Regions from separate parts of the Oryza sativa genome. Here region 1 is linked to region 2. Evidence: chromatin contacts called from public ChIA-PET data. All regions are on one chromosome and are shown on one strand. Each heading gives the region's core, a stretch centred on a gene start, on an enhancer-like site or on the middle of the called end of the contact. The rest is flanking DNA. Distances are from core to core; before and after follow the strand shown. Region 1 holds the start of LOC4343239 (FT-interacting protein 3). Region 2 holds the start of LOC4343235 (disease resistance protein RGA2).

What was found. ChIA-PET counts read pairs in DNA pulled down with a chosen protein or histone mark.
Region 1: an H3K9ac ChIA-PET map of seedling shows a contact between it and region 2, with 6 times the contacts expected there. The contact joins the promoter of LOC4343239 here to the promoter of LOC4343235 in region 2. A contact is called at or near these places in 1 of 15 Hi-C or Micro-C datasets (leaf) and 1 of 4 datasets of contacts at active chromatin or transcription factors (seedling).

The regions. Positions count from the first base shown.
Region 1 is chr7:17,856,266-17,859,829 of ASM3414082v1, forward strand. It overlaps LOC4343239 (FT-interacting protein 3), which reads right to left and starts at 2,037. Exons shown (of 2, transcript XM_015791407.3): 1 at 1,708-2,037. It overlaps LOC136357242 (a long non-coding RNA gene), which reads left to right. Exons shown (of 2, transcript XR_010742439.1): 1 at 1-279; 2 at 365-596.
Region 2 is chr7:17,687,403-17,690,906 of ASM3414082v1, forward strand. It overlaps LOC4343235 (disease resistance protein RGA2), which reads left to right and starts at 2,244. Exons shown (of 2, transcript XM_015792495.3): 1 at 2,244-2,594; 2 at 3,236-3,504. The coding sequence starts at 2,295.

The DNA of each region.
Region 1 (3,564 bases), core at 787-3,286, 170 kb after region 2:
ACCAGAGAGGTAGCTGGCAGCGTAACTACCACTTTGACAAATGTTCTTGGTTGCAACAAGAGATGAAAAAACAAAAGAAGGTTATTGCAGAAGAAAGTTGTGCCAGCTAAAGTTGGTTGGGAAAGTTTTGTTGGGATATCGAATGCCCACAAGATTTACTTTTTCCCAAGGAATCATAAGATTGGTAGTAGGAATCATCAGGTTGTTTGAAGCATATCCCGCACAGAATGTTCAACAAGAAAAGTGTTGACAACAACATGAAAGGATAAAGAAGAAAAAGTATGTCTCCTTTCTGCAGATCTTTGTATTCACATCAGCTGGATATCAGTTTTTAACTCCCTGTCTGGAATTTACATCTTTACAGATGGAAGCTATCTATCATGATAGGAGTATTCTGCCTCAATTTCAAATCTTTGGAGGGTTGCTACATACGTGTACGCTTGAAATCTCTATTAATTACATCCTACAAGTATCTTTACTACAATAGAAGTATCTTTAAAAAATTCAATTATACCCAGATGATGACATGTTGATGCACACATAGTCATCAATCAACATTTAGACTCTAAACACATATTAAATTCAATCCACAGATAGCTGCATGCATGCGTATAAAATGTGCTGAAATAATAAGTTACAAGTAAACCCTCAGCAGCATTTGGTAGACCAGATGTGAGGGGTAGGGAAAGTGAGAGGCCACCGGCCACCCTCTTTTCTGATTGGGACATCCATTGTAACCACATAAACAATTGATCAAAAATATTATTATAACATAACAGAAACATCAATTTTTATTAAAACAAGAAAATAAGAAGCATAAGCCGGTATGAATACGATGCCTGTTTACTATTACTACAGCCTAATTAGCTTCCTGGAAAACGCTTTGATTAACAGTGATATGTGGTCAGATGACATAAATGAAGAAACAGGATTCTCAGGTCTGAAAGGTAGCATTTGAATTGTTCAATTAAAAGCACAAATGGGCATGAGCTCAGAATGGAGAAAAAAAAGTAAGAGAAACTTTGATGGATGGACACCATGGAGCATGGACCATTTCTTGCACCTTTATTGGAAAAGGTTGGCAGGTGATGGCTAAGAGATGGGGGAGGGTGTCACCATTGGAGTTAAGTGAAGTGCTCCATGATGTTGCATCCATCCATACATACATCAGATATCAAAATCATGTTTATTCATGTGATAGTCTCTATTCTCTAGGAAGTTCAGGCACTTCATTAAATAGATGGAGCAAGGACCAAATGAAATTAAATTGGAGATCTCAACAGAGAAAATAGGATCTGTTTTCACATTTTTGTGCCTCCTTGGTTGAACTTTGGACGGTTTTATAGGAACTGAAATTTCATCTCCCTTCCTCAACTCAGAGTACCATAAACAAATCTGCAGCCCTCATAGTAAACAATCTAAGAATTCTTCCTCCCTTACCTAGTTACCTAACTAATAACTTTCATCCGTTCAACAAAAATAACTAATACAAATTTCAAAACAAAAGAGGGGGGTGAAGAAAAAGCCAAGACAAACATACCAAAACTTCTCTCGGGTACAAAAACAGAATATGATTAAATTCACCCAAAAACAGACTAAATCAGCCACGCAGAAGCACAAGACGGACTCTAGAAAAGAACTAAAGCAAATCCGGAATATTCAGAGCAAAGCAAAACATGCAGAGGTGTCAGCAGGGAGGGTGGTAACCTTGAGAGCTACGATAGAAGCCGGCAGAGAAGCTTCTGCTCCACGTGTTCTTGATGTCTTCTTCTTCTTCTTCTTCTTCTTCTTCTTCTTCTTCTCCGTTTTGATTGATTCAAAGTGGAGAGGAAAGAGAGAGAGAGAGAGAGAGAAAGAGAAGCGTACGGGACTATGGGTTATCTATCCTCTTCGCGGCAACAAGGAGAGAGGAGGAGGAAGATGAGGACAACTGGCCACACGGAGGAGCAGCCGGAGAAAACCCCAACGTATGGTAGGGAAATGAAAACGGCAGGTAGCTAGCGAGAGGAGGAAGAAGAAGACGACGACCCCGAAGACGTAAGAGAGAGATGGACAGGGATAGATATAGAGAGGCAGATCATTACCCCAGCCTATAGAGCGAGAAACACATGCAAATAGTTGTTGCTTAATTGCGTGTTAAGGTTATTAAGATATTATTACACTGCTTGGGAGGAGCTGAGCCGAAACCAGCGTGTGAAAAGGGGTTAATTTAGAAACAGCAGTGCCTATTTAAACAAGGATTAAATGCTCTCTTAGGAGGAACCCAAACAGGATTGTGTTTTGTTGTCTGTACTTGCATTGCTAGTATAAGGGTGAAAACAGTAGAACATGGTCGGAAACAGTATATTATTTTTTATGGGAACGGTTTTTGGTTGGTCATGAATTTTTTCTATATACATCAACTTAACTATTTAGTGACGATTACAATATAGTTCTGATAGATATGTAAAAAAAAAAATCAAAATTTATACTTTCTCCGTTTCATAATGTAAGACTTTCTAGCATTGTCTACATTCATATAGATGTTAATGAATCTAAATATATATGTGTGTCTAGATTCATTAATATTTATATCAATGTGAGCTAATGTTTTACATTATGAAACAGATGGAGTATATTGGTTGAAAATGGTACCACTTTTACGAAAATGATATTTCGAACGCTCAGGAATTTCAGCCACCGTTTTTGTTATAAATGAACAATGAAAGAGATTTCGTTTTAGGTAAAATTAATCAAGGATTGTTCTGTTCAAAACTTACTGTTTTTTAATATGATTATTAGATGTGATTAACCAAGATTTTTTTATGTAAATAATCAAAAGGATTGGGTTAACAGCGACAGGTGGAATATACATACACGGATCAGAAGCGTGGCGACGGATCAACGAGAGGCTGTCATTTCCGTCGCATTCCGACGCTGACCCTTCACTACTGTGGCTGGCCACTACTGTTTTGTCTGTTTATTTCTTGGTGTTTGCTTGCTTGATTATTATTCCCCTTTTTTCCTGCTTGCTTTCTTGCACACTAATACCCCCATTTACTTGTGGTCCTTTTGTGATAATTATCACGCTGAATCCCATCGTTTTTTTTAACAGTCCTTACCTATCATTGCAGTGCTAGTCAACCGTCAATGCACTGGCGGTTTTTGGGGGCATTATACTGGCGCTGATTTTTTTTTATTTGGTTTTGTTTTAACAATATAACTACCTACCCCACGATGTAATACTGCTAGTTTATAGTTTAGCAGATTTTATTAATTAGTCGTCGTATCATCACATGATAATTGCAGATCAGCTCTCGTTTTCTTTCTTGACTCGACATGCACTAACCAAAAAACTAGTCGGGGACTGCACGCACGTGCCGGTGCAACCAGCCTCTCTTTTTTTCTTCCCATTTAGCACCAGTTAATTTGTAAGAAAAACGTACTCTCTCCGTTTTCAAAATATTTGGCACTTTGACTTTATAATAACGTGTTTGACCATTCGTCTTATTCAAAAAATTTAAATAATTATTTATTCTTTTCATATCACTTGATTCATTGTTAAATATACTTTCATGTACACAT
Region 2 (3,504 bases), core at 994-3,493:
CATGCAATTCAAAGAGTAATGATCTCAAAGACCAATTGTCTTGGTTGAGCAATGAAATCTTGCTGCTGTAAGGTTGAGACTAAAGTTTTATTGTCTGACAGGAAAAATGTATGCTGTAACTGTAAAGCCAAGCAAAATTTTGTAACCTGAAACAAATGCTGCAAGATCAACAAGAGGAGAAGTAAAGCTCTTCGAACGTGCTTTTATTAAGGTTACTGCGTGTGAACCAGGATCATGTATAAAAATGCCAAAATCTGATATATTAATTTTCCAAGAAGCATCAACATAACAAAGAGTACAGTACCTGAAGGGATAATCAAGTTAACATAAGGAGAATGTTGTTCAGTTTGTGTTACCTCCGAAGAATCATGTTGTGTTTGATGAACACTATTATAACTTTGCACCATGGAGATGGTTGCATTACAAACCTGAAAAGGCTCCCAATTTTTTGCTTTAAAATTATGATCATTCATAGCTTTTCAAATTTGCCAAAGCATAATAGCAATTTTTTGAAGGGCATTATCTGTGGACATAGTAGCTAGGAGGTAAGAATAATATCATACATAGATGTCATCAAGCTAAGAGCATCCGTTTTATGTTGAAAATCAAAGATAAACCAAACTAGTCTACTAAAGCAACAGTGCAAAAAGATATGAGTTTCGTTTTGTTGTTGACCGCATGTGGAACAAGTAGGTTCAATGTCCTTGATTCTAGAATGAAGAGTAACAGCAGTAGGTAAAGCGTTTCTGAAAAGTGTCCAAAGAAGAATTTTAACTATAGGAGAAATTGTCTTATTTTTCCAAGCAGATTTAATAAGATTGATAACTAAGGAAGGAATAGGATGATGATTATAATGGAAAGACTTGAAAACTTCTTTGTAAGCACTTTTAGTATTACACTCAGCAGAAGAAGTGTGAATCCAACAAAGCTTATCTTCTGTATCCTGATGAATTACTCTTACATGGGATATAGAATTTGTAGCCTCCTTAGCAAAGACTTGAGAAATTTTATCAAAGTCATAATTTTTGTTTTGACCCCACAAGCCATCGAAGGTAAATGATTAGGAATATTAGTCGGATTTAAGGATCATGAATAATTTCTCAAATAGAACACTAGGGTTGATTCTAAATAGAAACCTAACCTTTAGAAATTTGCCCAATACATGAAGTGAAAAGGTATTTTCGGATTTTAGAAATGGAAGACCAGAGAGTTGACTGGGAAACATTAAAAGGAGCTTTCCAAAAGGAAGCATTGTTGAAATATTTGGTTTTGAGAATAGAGGAGACTAGGCCCCCTTTTTTTTTTCTTAACTCCAAACTTTAACTTTCTTGTTTTCCATTAGCACACCTTTTAAGTTGTTAAATGGTGCATTTTTTTTAAAAAAGTTTCTATATAGAAGTTCTTTTAAAAACAAATAAATCTATTTTAAAATTTATAATAAATAATACTTAATCAATTATGTGCTAATGAGGTTTCTCGTTTAATTGCATAACATGTACTTTGTATAGATAATTGCTTAAACAGTGAAGAAGTGATTTAGGTGCTGACATTTTTCAGTTGCAAGGCAAGTCCTACCTCCCTCTTTCTTTGATCACTTTGAACCTATGTTTTGGAGGTTATTAAAAATGTTGGCAAATCTTGCATGTCGATTGTACATTAATAAATTAAAATTTTGTTAAATTTGTTAGACAAACTCCTATTATTTGCATTATCGCCTTAACCCCACATATATCCATATCCCTCATTCCTAACCTTAGGAATCATATTCTATTACTATTACTACTTGGAATATGAGTTATATTGTCACTAGTTTACTATATTGCTTAGCCATGCTTAGAATGGTTTTACTTATCACTTGGACTCATATTAACATAAAAAATGATTTTATTAAGATTCTGAACAGAGTTGAATAAATGAAGTATTTGACAAATAAAATGATGGAAAATGAATTTTAGATTTGGGGCACATATGATGAACAAAAATCAATCTCCAAAACACCACACGTGGAACGGAGCCTAAATCATTAGGTTTAGAAACAATTCTCCAACACAGACTGTTTGAGTGAGAAGACCTCGATTAAACAGCCAAAAGGACGGACAGCCATTTATCGGTTACTCCGACCAAAAAAATAAAATAAATCAGGAAACAGTCTCTGCTTGCTTGCGTAAGCTGACGACAGCCACGACCCAATCTTCGCTGCGGTTGACTTTAAATTAAAACGACGTGGACGCCAACAAGCTCTCGTTTCCTCCGATCGACTAGCCGGCGTTGGAAGCCACGCCACCGCCGCCGCCATGATCGCCACGGCGGCGCTGCCGCCCGCCGCGCGCTCGGCGGAGGCGCTCGCCGCGGAGGTCGGCGGCCACGCCCACGCGGCGGCGGACGAGCTGCGGGGGCTCGCGCGGAGGCTCGACGCCGTGGGGGCGGCCGCGGCGGGGGCCGAGGCGAGGGAGGCCCGCGACGCCGGCGCCAGGGCGTGGCTGCGGGAGATTCTCGACGCGCTGTACGAGCTCGGGGACGCCCGCGACGACTTCCGCCGCGCCGCGGACGCCGCCGCCAGGCCCAGGAGGCAGCAGGAGGAGGGACGGAGATCGGTATGGCCTTCTTCTAATCTTTCGATCCCCTTGATGAATTGTGAGTTTGAAAAATGCTACTCTCAAATGAATTTGGGAATTTGAAATGCTTTGCTCAAACGAATACATGTGCGCTGCCGCCTTCTAGTTTATACCTCTACCGATAGAGCCATTTCCAGTTACTACTTTTAGATCCTGAAACACATTGGAAATTTCTTAACATTTCTATGAAAATCTTGGAAATGTATCATGCAGTCTCAGTTCTGGCTTCAACATACGCCTTGATTGACTTACTTCACACATGCAATTCTTTGGGGAGTAATTCGTTACTTCTAATATCACGCAAGTGCAAATCAAAAGTTTAGCCATTGTTGCAAGAACAATATTTTAAGTGCATAAAGCCTTGTCAAACAATTCATGGCAATGGGTTTTTTAAGTATGATGCAAATGTGGTGCCATGAAAATTCAGCCTACTTGTGCTCGTTCTCAGCTAATTTGATATTATACTTCCTGATGATAACCTCCTGTGCTCAAGCCCTCAACTGTAACATTTCCAAGAATGAACAGATGAAATATTAGCATCTCCATGTTTTCTTTTGATTTCTTTAAACATTTTACCCTTTCGATCGCACTAACTATAAATGCAATCTTACTATCAACAGTTTCTCCACTGGTTTACGATACCACCAAACCTTTATGGGATGCGATACAAGACTTTAAAAACCAGTATCAACAGTCTGAATATGAAAATGGATGGCATTTTACAGAAGGGCTCTGAATTAGGTCTTCTACCAATCGATCAGGAGATCCTGAATGAAAGGTCTGAAATCTCTTTGGAAGTGATACCTGATGATTACATTGTGGGTGACATTGAAAATGAAGCAAACAAATTGATTGATATATTGACAGACAGGAAAAGTGCGAAGACACT